3 separate regions of the Sus scrofa genome follow, and regions 1 and 2 are each linked to region 3. Evidence: chromatin contacts called from public HiChIP or PLAC-seq and promoter capture Hi-C data. All regions are on one chromosome and are shown on one strand. Each heading gives the region's core, a stretch centred on a gene start, on an enhancer-like site or on the middle of the called end of the contact. The rest is flanking DNA. Distances are from core to core; before and after follow the strand shown.

Evidence for each region. Promoter capture Hi-C pulls out the DNA fragments that hold promoters and counts their contacts. HiChIP or PLAC-seq counts read pairs in DNA pulled down with a chosen protein or histone mark.
Region 1: a contact with region 3 is called in a promoter capture Hi-C map of liver, with 4 times the contacts expected there. The contact joins the promoter of PTMS here to the promoter of COPS7A in region 3. A contact is called at or near these places in 1 of 5 promoter capture datasets (liver), 5 of 47 Hi-C or Micro-C datasets (embryonic fibroblasts, liver and skeletal muscle) and 2 of 2 datasets of contacts at active chromatin or transcription factors (alveolar macrophages and skeletal muscle).
Region 2: a contact with region 3 is called in an H3K27ac HiChIP or PLAC-seq map of alveolar macrophages. The contact joins the promoter of ING4 here to the promoter of COPS7A in region 3. A contact is called at or near these places in 3 of 47 Hi-C or Micro-C datasets (heart right ventricle and liver) and 1 of 2 datasets of contacts at active chromatin or transcription factors (alveolar macrophages).

The regions. Positions count from the first base shown.
Region 1 is chr5:63,939,466-63,943,733 of Sscrofa11.1, reverse strand. It overlaps PTMS (parathymosin), which reads left to right and starts at 1,622. Exons shown (of 5, transcript XM_013987418.2): 1 at 1,622-2,459. The coding sequence starts at 2,415. It overlaps LOC110260751 (a long non-coding RNA gene), which reads right to left and starts at 1,640. Exons shown (of 2, transcript XR_002344121.1): 1 at 1-1,640.
Region 2 is chr5:64,025,962-64,030,284 of Sscrofa11.1, reverse strand. ING4 (inhibitor of growth protein 4) reads right to left here and starts at 2,496. Exons shown (of 8, transcript XM_021092419.1): 1 at 2,353-2,496. The coding sequence starts at 2,389.
Region 3 is chr5:63,974,533-63,979,418 of Sscrofa11.1, reverse strand. It overlaps COPS7A (COP9 signalosome complex subunit 7a), which reads left to right and starts at 1,949. Exons shown (of 8, transcript XM_003126528.5): 1 at 1,949-2,094; 2 at 2,588-2,792; 3 at 4,646-4,721. The coding sequence starts at 2,631.

The sequences.
Region 1 (4,268 bases), core at 373-2,872, 35 kb after region 3:
TCATTCCCACCCCCGGCCCTGAGGCCCTGCCCACAGTCCAGCCCACATCCCACACTAACCCCGGTGGTCCCAGTTAGAGAAATGGGAGGCCAGACCCTTATAGAAGGGTGAGACGGAGGGTCCCAGGCTCTCTCCAGGGCGGGGAGAAAGGACAGTAGAGGGGCTGGTCCCCTGTGGGGCTGGAGTGGGGGGAGTGGCCCTCCTCAAATCCCCATATAAGGCAGGGCAAGCAGTTAGGCTCCTGGATTGGCTGATTCAAATGAGCATTCCACCTGGCAACAGGGTTTCTATTGGCTCTCAGGAAAAATAGGAGGAAGGTGGATGGAGGTTGTTGGTGGCGGTGATTGGAGGGGGGGAGGGGAGTGGAGGTGACCGGAGTGGGGGGCGGTTACCAGGGCAACAGGGTAAGAGCCCAGCAGGGTGTCCTGAGACAGCAGGCGGGGCTGGGAGGTGGAGAAGGGGGGGGCACTGAGGAAAGGAGGGTGGGAGGGAGAGGAAAGAGACTGACAGGGAGGGAGCCAGACGGGGAGACTGGGGGGGGGGGAAGGTTAAAGGAGGAGGGAGAGGGACATAAATGAAGCAAAAGAGTACAGAGATGGAGAGGGTCAGAGATCACTAAAAACATCAGGGAGTACGTCCGAGAGACAGAGAGATGGAAAGGTCTCCGAGAAAGATGGACATAGTTGGCCAAGGAAAAGCCTGGGTGGGGCGCCAAGATTTTTGAGGAGATGGAGACTGAGAAACTGAGAGAGGAGTCAGAGGAGAAATTGGGAAGTGTGTACACCAAGGGACCAAAAGACAGTAGGGGCACCCCGAGACGAAATGGTGATGATCCATCAGTTATGTCTTTTTTATTAAGATGAAAATGATACAAAGATGAAGACTGATGATAAACAAATATAGGAGCGCACACGCACCAAAGATATCTTTTTCCAAACCCTAGCCTTCCGCCCCATCCACCTTCCAGACCTGTGTCACACACCCTAGCTCCGGTTCCCTCCTGAAACAGCAAGCTTCTCAAAATGACCCAAAGATACTGAGACTGTGGGTGAGGAGCCGAGGGTGTGTGGGTTAGAGTGGCCTGGAACCCCCAGCAAAGGAGACAGATACACTCCAGAAAGGCTGGGAAGAAGGCAGCAGAGGAAGGAGAAACATCAAGAAAGGGAAAATGTGGGAAATAAGGAGAGGAGTGAAGAAGGGTTGAGGAAAATCAGCTAAGGATATAGGGCCAGGTGACAGACTCAGGTGAGCCAGGAACTATGTTGTCTGGAAAGAGAGGGAAGACATCAGAGGTGGCATGCAGAGAGGGCAAGTGAGAAGTGGAGAAGAGGTGACAAGAAGAGAGATGGGAGATAGAAATGGATAAAGAGGAATGAAGAGAAATAGAAGGACCAGGCAAAGAAAAGTGAGGTGAGCCGGGCAAATAAGAAAGGTCGAAGGTGGAAAGGAGGCTGGAGAGCCTCGGCCCCTCCTCAGATCACAAGCAAGAGCCGCGAAGGGAGGAACCCAGCAGGGGACACAAATGTCAGCCTCGGGCAGGACGGAGGGTGGGCTGCCCTTTCTGCTCTCTAATCCCTCTCAAGGCCACCCAGCGAACCGAGAGGCAGGAGAGGGGAAATCCAGGGAGAAGTGGAAGTGGCTCCCGCCCTCTTCCTCCTCTTTAGGCTTTTGGTTTCTCAAATACCTGCCCGGCCTTTCCATCCGCTTCCCCCCACCCCATCCCTCGGCAAAATCTCAGGGCTTTTGGGGGTCGGGCTCCACGTTCGCAGGCAGTAGGTCGGGATTAGGAGAGGTCCCTCCCCGCAGGAACCCCACCCCTCCCCACCTCCTCGCCCCACTCCTTTCTCCGCGACCGTCAGTCTCTCCATTTCCCCCTCCTGGTCTAGTCCTCCCTCCCGCCTCTCGCGCACTCCCTCCCCTTGCTCTCATCCTCCTATCCCCACCTCTCCAACCTCCGCTTTCATCCCCCTCCCCTCTCCTCTCCTCCCCGCTCCCGCCTGCCCCACCCCTGGGAAGCCCCTCCCGTCGGGCAGCGCCGCTTTATAAGCGGGTTCCCTGCCCGGGGGCGGCAGCGGCTGGTCGGCGGCAGCTCTGCGGGTGCGGGGGCGGCGAGCCGAGGACCTAGCGATCGCGGCCGGAGCGCGCCGGCCACCGCCCGCACCGCCCTTCCGCCCGCCCTCTGGACGGCCGCAGCCCTGCGGGTCTCCGCTCCAGACCCACCCCCGCCCCACCCCGCGCGCCTCTGCCGCCTCTTCCAGAGCCCCAGCTTGCCCAGCGGCCGCCGCTGCCGCTGTCTCCGCCGCCGCCGCCACCGCGCCAGGTTCCGGCCGCGGCCACCTTCCGCCGTCCAGGGCCTCTCCATCTCGGCCCCGGGACCCCGGCTCCCCGCCAGCCCCGGCCCCGGCCCCGGCACCATGTCGGAGAAGAGCGTGGAGGCAGCGGCCGAGTTGAGCGCCAAGGTACGGGCGGGGCCGGCGTTAGCCTGGCCCCCGCGCGCCCCCGGGGCTCCGCGCGGTCGTGCGCCCCGGGCCGCCCCAGACGGCCCCACACTACTGCCCCGGCTCGGGGTCCCGGCGGACCCCGCTGCGCCCTCCCCCCCGCGCCCCAGCCCGGCGCTGCCTACCCCGCGCCGCGCGCCTAGCGCCAGCGCCCTCTAGCTTCCCGAGCGCCGCGCACCCGGCTCCCGGCCTGGCCGCTCCGGCCGGGTGCCGTCCCCACCCCTCTCCGGCCCTAGCTCGCTCGCCGCCACCCCAGCCGGTGTCCGTCGGAGCTCTGCGCGTCTCATCTGCCATGCCCCCTCCCCCGCGCCCCTCTCCGGCGCCCGGTCCCCGTCTCCCTTTCCAGTCTGACCTCACCTTTCCTCTGCTAAGCGGTTTGAGAGCCTGCGTCCAGTGTAAACAGGACTCTCCCGGGAGGCTGCTCCTCGCGGGCCCCTCCCCTCGAGGCCCGACCGGCTCTTGCTTATCTCCGAGAGCTACTGCCTCTGTTTTCTCCTTCCATCTACATCCGTTCCTTCCTCCTCTGGCCTTCAGCTTTCTTTTCTCTCCATAGCCCTCCGCGTCTCCCTCCCACACTTAGAGAAGCTCGAATTCCTAAAAACCAAAAGGGGGCCGGGAATAGCCTTCGAAAAAGCTGAGGCTCAGCATTGCATGGCATTGCATCGCGCCGCCTTTGCTCTCATCAGCTTCCTTCCCTGGCCCCATCCCTTCGCCCTTGCCTTTCTTCCAGCCTTCCTCTAATTTCCCTAGGGAACCTGCTGAGTGTTGCTTGGGGAAATTAATTCGGCCAGGGTTTGGGGGCGGGGAGCCCGACCTTGGGTGGGGGCGGTTGCTGGGGAGGCCACAGAGGTCTCCTGGAGGCCGTGAAGTGAAAAGGGGAACCAGTGGGGTTTAAGGCAGTGAGAGAGAGGGGTTCCGCGTGAGCGCTAAGGTGTGCTGAGCGGCCCTCCGGTGGGCTGGCTGTGCGGTGGCATGTGACTTCACTGAGTAGGTGTCTTTGTATGTCTGAAATCCAGCGAGTGTGTGGGACTGCCCGTGTCAGTTACATGTGTGCATGTGGAGACGTAGCTGTTCTGGAGCCATGTTGCTGCTTTGTGAGTGCCGAGTGGCTCCACTGTGCTCTAGTGCTGTCTCAAGAGTGTGTGCCAGCACGCCCAAACACCCGGCCATGTGTCTCTGGATTGCTTCAGCGCCCCTCGGTAGCGGTGTGTGTGAATCGGTGTCAGCCTGTGTCAGTGTGTGTGCCTGTGTTGGGTAAATGAGGCCAGAGAGCTGCTTAGCACAAGGCCCAGGTCACATACCCTCCTGGAAAAGGGATCATGGAAGGACAGTGACCAGAAGGACAGGACAGGACTGGACAGGGGAGGAGAGGGCCTGGCCCCTTGGACTTTGGCCTCTGCTAGTCTCCCTCCCTCCCTGGCACTTACTCTCCCTCCCTCTCCATCTGTCTGGGTGGGAAACTCAGGCCAGGGCCGCACAGACCTGGTACTGGGGCCACCAGAGAGAAGCTGACAACCCCTTGGCTCTCCAGGCCCAGGATGAAGGGGAAAGCCCACCAGGGAGTAGAAATGCCAGACTGGCCATGTGGAAAAGAAATGAGGACAGCGAAGTCGCGTGAAGAAACCTAGCTGAAGGGAAAGGGGGCCTGCGTTCTGTGCTCCCCATAAAGGGAGAAAGGACTTGAGTGTCCTTCTAGGCCAACCATCCTACACCAACCCCCTTTCCTATCCAACCCCCCCCTTTCCAGAAAGGACACACCCTCCCAGGGTG
Region 2 (4,323 bases), core at 1,247-3,746, 50 kb before region 3:
TGCTATTTCCCTAGTGTTCAGTAGAAGTATGATGCACATACAGGGGATCCTCAAGAAATACATGAATGAATGCATGAAGACTTCAGTCTCTCTCATAAAAGAAAAATTTCTTCCCATGACTCCACTTCCAACTTTTTTTTTTTTATTTTTTATTTTCCCACTGTACAGCAAGGGGGTCAGGTTATCCTTACATGTATACATTACAATTACATTTTTCCCCCATTTTAATTATTTTTTTATCACAGTGTGCAGTGGCTTGAAATGAAATCTCAATTCCCAGACCAGGGATTGAAACCAGGCCACAGCAGTGAAAGCTTAGAGTCCTAACCACTAGACCACCAGGGAACTCCCTCCACTTTCAACTTTTAAAATGCTTTCACTGCTTTAACTTATAACCTCAGGTCTTCAACACTGGCTTACTGAGATTAAGTCACCAATGACTTACCCAATCAAATGATCTATTATTAGTCCTATTCTAAAAAATATGTTTGCAGCTGTTCTCGCTCCAAGTAACTTTCTTCCTCTTGGGAGTCCAAATCCCATCATATACTTTCTGATAATTCCATCACACTTCCTTAGCCTGTCTCTTAAATATTAATTTTTTTTGAACTTGTACTTAATTCTCTAGTTTTCTCACTTGCTTTCCCTGAATGATACCCATCTCATTTACTCTTACATTCCTGTGCTTTAGGTTGCTACTCCTGAATTTCTTATCTTGTTGGTAATATAATGTCTACCTCATTTCCCAAACAGGAAATCGAGAAGTCGCCTTAGATTTTTCATTTTCTCTCAACCACTCAGTCATTCAGTCAGTCCTGTTATAGTTAATGCGCAAATACTCTGTCACTCTCTCGGATCGGATCCTTATCTCTGACCAGGGTTGTTACCACTAACCGATCTCTACATTACCAATGTTATTATGCTCTAAGTTATCATATATCAGTTATTTTCCTTTATTAAAAAATCACTATTCAGGAGTTCCCGTCGTGGTGCAGTGGTTAACGAATCCGACCAGGAACAATGAGTTTGCAGGTTCGATCCCTGGCCCCGCTCAGTGGGTTAAGGATCCAGCGTTGCCGTGAGCTGTGGCGTAGGTTGCAGACGCGGCTCAGATCCTGCGTTGCTGTGGCTGTGGCGGAGGCCGGTGGCTACAGCTCTAATCATATGGAACCCCCATATGCCATGGGTGAGGCCCTGGAAAAAGACCAAAACATAAATAAATAAATAATCACTATTCAGAAAATCTGTTGGTTCCTCACTAAACTGCAAGCTTCTTGGCTTGGCTTAAAAGACCTTGCACAACCTGGCCCCAGCCCCCTTCTCCAGTCTTATTTCCCAATCTTACAACTTAGGGTCCTGTATATCAAATACTTTGGCCTCACTTTTGCCTAACCTTGCCACAAACCCGTAACACCTTAGCTGCTGCTTTCCCCAACCTGCGATTCCCTCTCCAACTGGCAAATAAACACTCAGCCTTCAAGATTCTACTCAAACATCACATCCTCTACAAAGCTTTACCTACATCCCCAGGTAATTAGCTCTTTTTTTCTCCAGAGTTAGCAACTTTTAATATATTTCTATTATTTTACCTGTCTCACTGTTTTACAATTATTTATTAACAGAATCTGTGTCCTACTAGTCTATGACCACTTGACAGGGGTTGTGTTTTACTCATTCTTGTATATCTCCAGTACCTGCCATTATATCTGAGCCATAGCAGGACCTCAATAAAAGAATGAATGAATGACTCTCAACACCAAGGCAAATGTAAGCGCTTAGTGGATGACAGGCTCTGTGGAGGAGTGGTTTACACAAATGGCATCAACATAACGCCAGATTTCCACTGGATGGGAACGGGATCTTTACTCCAAGAGCAGACTTCCAGTTCATCATATGACAGTGGTCACTCGTTACCCTCCCATCCCCAGGAGAAGCCACTTCTGCGAAAAAACTGGGCGAAGGAGCCGCGAACAGGTCTTTGTCGCTGTTCCAAAAGGCAGTGGGCGATATACTAAAATGACTAATTTCCGAATGATTTTGAGGAAAACGTATATCCTGAGGCCGGAGACTCTGAAGATGGGGCAGCAGGGATCTTCCCGACTAGGCCCACCCGCCCTTCAAGAGACGTCCCCCAGCCCCACCGCGCAGCCCCTCCCCCGTCTACACCCCAGAGCGAGGCCTCGGCCCCGCTGCCCCGCCCCCTCCTTCTACACACCCTCCACTATTTCCTCTCATGCAACCCTTTACAATCGTGACCTTCTGACCACCCGGACTTCGGGGCCGTAGAGCTTCTCAGCTCCGACACCCCCACCCCCCTGTGACCCCTGACCCCCTCCTTCAGTCTGCTCTTACTGTCCAGATAATGTTCCAAATACATCCCCGCAGCCATCTTGAAGCAAAACAAAGCAACTTCCGCTCCGCCCCGGAAGTGACTGAAGGCGACAGGTCTCGAAGCTGTCCTTCTCGGCCTGGAGTCCTTCCGCCCTCACAAGGGGAACTTCCGGCCTCACTACAGCGCCCGTCTGGCCGCGTCCGCCGAGCGCCCGACCGCCGACCCTCGTCTTTTGCCGGCCGGCGTTGCTTGGGGCCGGCGGCGGCCGGGGGCGCCATTTTGCATTTTCACTTGCACTTCCTTTCCCTCCAGGCGGGGGACGTGCAGGCGTGAGGGCGAGGAAGCTTTTTTCATCAGGCTTTTAGTCCGCAAATAGCCCGTTTCAGCAGCCGGAGAATTTTTGTGTCTCTTGGGATGTGACCTGCGCAGGTGCCTTCTCCCAAGTCGCTAGTTTCTTAGGGAGTTAGGGAGGCGCCCCCGGCGGGGCAAGATTTAAACCCTCCGCACTTCTGTTGACTCGCTCAAACAGCAGCTCCCTAAGGTTATTTTTTAACGTGGAAACAACTCACTATCTATAACCTCTGAGCTACTCACACAATAAAGCTAGGACTCCACGTGTTATGTCAGGGTTCCTCACCTGTCACACTCCTCACTCGTAAAGTGACATAGTACTTCTGGCCTTGCCCCCCTGTTTTGGTCTCCCTTTTTATTCGGGTTTATAGGATGTTAACCAGCCCCATGATTCTGAAAGGATTGGGGCACGCAGCTGTCACAGTTGGGCCAGGTGGATGTCAGCTATCACCCTGGTCCGCTACGGCACAGCGACAGCTAATGCTTCTTCGTCAGGATGAAAAGCCACCAAGTGCATGACAGGCTGGCACCACACTTGGGAACCGGAACCGGAGTGTTAGTAAGACAGTGCTTTGGAGATCGCTGTCGCTCCCAATTCACACCTTCTTGATAATTAGCAATGTGAAGTGGCAGGTTGTCAAACACTTTCAGCCTCATCATTTAGATCAAATATATAAAAAAGAGGCAAGGTGAAATCCCAGACTTACTGCTGACCAGGTGGTAAGATAACAGCAATGAAATCTACAAGATTTCTCTCTTAAGTGCAAGCAGCAGGCCCTTGGGTAATTTAATCTGTGCGCATCTCTATAAAATGACTACCTCACACTACCTACCTCATTGGTTGTTACTCTGAGTGTGAGTGTAACCTTAAAAAGAGGAGATTGTTTGTAATACCTGCGATGAAGTTAGGGCTATCAGTGCCAATTTGACTGTTGGTGAGAACAAGGGTTAAAAGCAGTAAATATTCAGGAAGCTAACACTGCATGTTTGGTCACTTGTGATACATTCATTAGTGTCACACCACAGAGTGGGACCATCTTGGACGCCCACACAAGAGCCCAGGCCCTAAATTAAGAGGTATTATTTCATTGCCTACCCGCATGCAGCCAGGTAATGAGCAGAGGCCCGGCAGTCCCACAGAGGATAGCCACGTTGTCAGATGCGGGAACTTTGCCACAACTTTCTCAGTGCTTAAAGATTTTTAATTCTCAAAAAGGAATCTTGGAGGTGATCTAGCCCAATCCCTTCATTTAACAGCTGCAGAAGCATCTCGGCCAACACTGGTTGCTGGGAGATCAGGGCTGAAGTCCAGGTTCCCGACCACACTCTATTCCTCAGCACTACAACTGTGCGGTGTCCTTCAATCCAGGTTATGACCTCCACCACTGGAAACCTCTGGATTTAGGTGCCACAGGATGTGCCAAGTGGAAGCAGCACTGAGCCCAGGGATGCTCTGGCAGGAGTGCAGTTCCTTCCAGGAGGCTGTGCTTCCATTTCTTTGATACGGAGTTTTGTGGCCGTCTTGACAGTGACACGTGCCTGAGACCCTGTTCTCACATTATTAGGCCAACACAGTCCTCACGACAGGATGTGTGTGTAGAAACCTTCATAAACCAAGCTTTCACTGCAGAAATATGGAA
Region 3 (4,886 bases), core at 700-3,199:
ATTTTTTTTTTGATATATATATATATATATATATATGAGATGATAGATATTAACTGAACTTACTATGGTGGAGGAGTTCCCATTGTGGCTCAGTGGGTTAAGAACCCAACTAGCATCCATGAGGGCACAGGTTCAATCCCTGGCCTCGCTCAGGGGGTCAAGGGTCGGGTGTTGCTGTAGGCTGTGGTGTAGTTCACAGATCTGGCGTGGCTGTGGCTGTGGTGTAGGCCAGCAGCTGCAGCTCCGATTGGATCCTAGCCTGGGAACATCCATATGCTGCATGTGCAGCCCTAAAAAGCAACAAATAAACTTTGAGCTTAAAGTCCCTTCAGCAATAGCTCCAGCAGCCTACCAGTTCTGATTTTTCTCTTCATTTAACGACGTCTTTCCCTTTCTCCTCTTTCCATTACATATAAATTATTTCACTTCTCTGAGCCTCACTTTTCCCATCTGGAAAATGGAAATAATAATGGACTTTTTACACGCATCAAATGAATTAGGTAAAGCTGTTAGCTCAGTGCCTCATACAAGTGCCTCCAAGATATCATTAACATTGCTCTGATTTAACCTTCTGTAAGCCTGGTAGGAGATACAAAACACTACGAAAAGGTTAGTTGTTTATTTTTGCCCCCTAAAGTATTGTGGTAAATTGGAAAGATGGCTCCAGGCTCGAATAGACATGGGCTCCAAATAAAACTCTGGATTTTTTGTTTGTTTGTTCGTTTTTTTGCTTTCTTTGGGCCGCTCCCGCGGCATATGGAGGTTCCCAGGCTAGGGGTCCAATCGGAGCTGTAGCCACCGGCCTATGCCAGAGCCACAGCAACGCGGGATCCGAGCCGCGTCTGCAACCTACACCACAGCTCACGGCAACGCCAGATCGTTAACCCACTGAGCAAGGGCAGGGACCGCAACCTCGTGGTTCCTAGTCAGATTCGTTAACCACTGCGACACGACGGGAACTCCAAAACTCTGGATTTTTATGAGCTTCAATGTATGCCTTCCCTGCAGCTAGGATTTTTTTTCCTTCTCCAGGAATCAAAAGGGTTAATGTACAGGAATGCATCATTCAGTACATTTGCAAACATGAGAGATGGCGTCCTGGAAACACCATGGAGACACTGTACAGTTATGAGAATTCAATGGGTCAAATTTTAATTTTAAAAGATGCCTGAACAACAGTAAGCCTTCAATACGTGTTAGCTATTACTATTTACCGTTTCCACACTTGTCTCTTTCTCCTCCAAAAAAATGAGTGGTTGCAATAAAAATGAGACGATCTCTGCAGCTCAACTTCTATGGTCTCCCTCTCTCCTCCTCGTTTCACACCACCTTTTTCCTTATGTCCCTCTCTTTTTTTTTTAATTATTTTTTATTTTTTATTATTTTGTCTGCTATTTCTTTGGGCCGCTCCCGCGGCATATGGAGGTTCCCAGGCTAGGGGTCAAATCGGAGCTGTAGCCACTGGCCTATGCCTGAGCCACAGCAACGCGGGATCCGAGCCGCGTCTGCAATCTACGCCACAGCTCACGGCAACGCCGGATCCTTTAAGCCAATGAGCAAGGGCAGGGACCGAACCCGCAACCTCATGGTTCCTAGTCGGATTCGTTAACCACTGCGCCACGACGGGAACTCCCCTCTCTTTTTTTTAAATCCCCCTCTCTTTCGATTACAGCTTTTCTCTTGCCTCGGGAACTCTGACAAATTTTCAGACCTCAGCCAGCCTGAAGCTGACGCAGAACTAGCCGGTAGCAGGCTATCGCCAAGAGTTCCCTCTGCAAACAGCCTCTTGCGCTTGTCCAATAAAGTTTTATTGAAACAAAGCCGAGGAAAGGGCGCCCGTCATTCTTTCCGCAAGAGCCAATCAGAGAGCAGAACGCCTGCGTCGCTCTTGGGATCTTCATCAGTCGGAGGCGGGGACGGAGCATGTCCCGCCTGAAACCCGCCCCGTGAGAGCGGAAAGTAAGGCCGGAAGCCAGCCATAGAGTTTAGGGGCCAGAGCGACCGTGCAGGGAGGTGGCAGGAAAGGCTGGGAACAGCTGCCGGAGGTGACGGAGCGGTGGCCCCGCCCAGTGCGCTGGAAGAAGAAGCTTCCAGGTAGCGGCCCGCGGAGTCTGACCCAGAGTACGACGAGGCAGTCGGCGGGAGCCCACGGTCCCTGGGCGGCCTCTTTAAGGGAGGGGGCGGAGCCACGTGGAAGGATCGCGAGGGTGAGGTCACGTGGTTCGGGGCACCTGCGGGGTACTGTGGATTTGAGGGAGCGTCGTCCCGGTGGATACTATGTGACATCACCTCCCCCACTACGACTTGTGCCTTGGGGTTCATTGGGGTGCACGTGGTGGGGCTTGAGGTTAGGCCCAGGGTTGGGGGAGGTGGGCGTGGCAGCCGGATTTTAGCCAGGCTTCCTTCAAAGTGCCCGATTTTAGGGTTCCTAGGTCCGATGTTAGACTGCTCGATCTCTGGGTTGCGAGATAGAGCGAACTTTATTGTTGCGAAAGTGGCTCAGTGTCTCCAGTCCAGCCCTTATCTCTTGTGCTTTTCATCCTCCCCTGTTCAAGGAACTTCGCCTTCACATTCTCTTTCCTTGCAGCTCCAGACTTCCTGAGCCCAGGTCCCCCCAGCTCAGTGCAGCCATGAGTGCGGAGGTGAAGGTGACAGGGCAGAACCAGGAGCAATTCCTGCTCCTGGCGAAGTCGGCCAAGGGGGCAGCGCTGGCCACACTCATCCACCAGGTGCTGGAGGCCCCTGGTGTCTACGTGTTTGGGGAACTGCTGGATATGCCTAATGTTAGAGAGGTGGGTTCCTGACCTGGGTAGCCCACAGGGCAGCTTGACTAAAGTTTGAATTTGAGAACAGGCGGCCCGGGCTTATTTCGCAACCCCATGACCATACAGTTAAACAAGAATATGGTAATAATTAACCAACAGCTTGCAGAAATAAGTAGGCAAGTAAACCTCTTAGTTTCCCTTTGAGGATGAATGATCTGTAAAACTGAGTATTTTTCATTTTTGAACAAAGAGCCTGCGATTCAGAGTAGGAGACCTGATTCCAGCCTGTCTCTATCAGTGTAATAGCTCTTAATAATCATATGATCTTGATCAGGTTTCTTTAATTTTAGGCCCTAAATTTTCTCTTTTAAAAAAATGCTCCTGATACAATCCCTCACTCTTGTAGGAATCAGATGAAATTATGGGAAAGTAAAGTCTGGTACAAATGGAATAACTGACTGTGAAATTGGCATGCTCTGTTCTCTCCCCCTTTGCACCATATGCTAATTCACTTCAGTTAGAGTAGGTAGAAAGTGTCTTTTTCCCAAAGACACATAGCAGCATGCTAGGAACACAGAACTGTTCGCACAGAAGTGGCAGAGTTGAGTTTGAAGTCCACAGTGAGTGGGTTGCCAAGATATATGTCACCAACCCAACCCCCAAGATGGTATAACAATGGTAGGTGGGCAAACTGAGTTACGCTTTTGAGGGTCAGTGATTCAGTGGATTTAGCCTTTGGGGAACCTTCTGGTCTGAAGAAAGCTGGCTGCCTTCTTTCCCTGATGTCCTCTGCAGTGGAACTAAAAAGAATCAAGGTGAAAAAAAAGAACCATGTTTTGGGTGCCTGTTTAACACCTTGCTAGTTGAAGTTCCCATTGTGGCTCAGTGGAAATGAATCTGATTAGTATCCATGAGAATGTGGGTTCAATCCCTGGCCTCACTCAGTGGCTTAAGGATCTGGTGTTGCTGTGAGCTGTGGTGTAGGTCACAGACGCGGCTCAGATCTGGCGTTGCTGTGGCTGTGGTGTAGGCCGGTAGCTACAGCTCTGATTCGACCCCTAGCCTGGGAACCTCCCTAAAAAACCTGCCAAAACCCTACTGGTCATCTGGGAATACCAGAAGAGTACAAGATACAGTGCTCCCCTTCTGAGACTTACATTCCAGTTGCAGAGATAAGATGGATGGATATCCATGAATAAGACATTTATTTAGCAAGTGTTTAGTGGCAGTGCCAATCACATGCACATCTCTGCTAGACCTAAGTGGATTATAAGAGGCTGAGTCTGTGACCTTGTTGAAAAATACCCTTAGGTAACAACCTTAGGTGGGCTTTGACTTAGTGGATGATCAGCGGTGGGAGGAGAGGAGGCTGTGCTGGCCTGAGTGGGTAATGAAAGCTCCTGGGTGAGGCTGGGCTGAAGCAGAGACCACAGATCCCAGGGCCTGCCCAGACCGTACAGCTGTCGGGGGAGTGAGGCTGAGGCAGAAGTTGTTGGTGACTTAGGTAATACAGCAGATTCCCTAAAGATTTTCAAAATTGGAAATGTTAAATACTCTTTAAGGACCAAACAACATAGTTTGCAACATAAACGCTCTGAAAGTTTTCAGCCCTGAATGAGGGTAGGAATTGGAGGCAGATGGAGGAAGAGGGCGTTGTGGATTGGGGGCATAGCATAAACAAGGGCCTGGAGGTGGAAATGAGGCCTTGCTGTGGGAAGAGTGATCAGAGAGGCAGAGGGTTGCTGTCGGTGAGCTGCTGTGAGAGCTCCTGTTAGAGGGGAAAGCTGGGTCCAGAAAGTGGAATTCAAACAGGGTAGGGCTGGGAGGGTGGAGAGAGAGGCCCCTCCACTCACCTCTTCTCTCCCCTCATGTTCTTGCAGCTGGCTGAGAGTGACTTCGCTTCCACGTTCCGGCTGCTCACGGTGTTTGCTTATGGGACATACGCTGACTACTTAGGTATCCGGAGGGGCCGGAACTCTGGAGATGGGAGATGGGCAGTTTATGTAGAAGAAATTCTTGAGATACCTGACTTAGATCCCATAGGTACAGGGTCAAGGTCAAGACCCAAATTGGCACAGAAAACTCAAAAAAAAAAAAAAAAGAAAAGAAAAGAAAAATCAA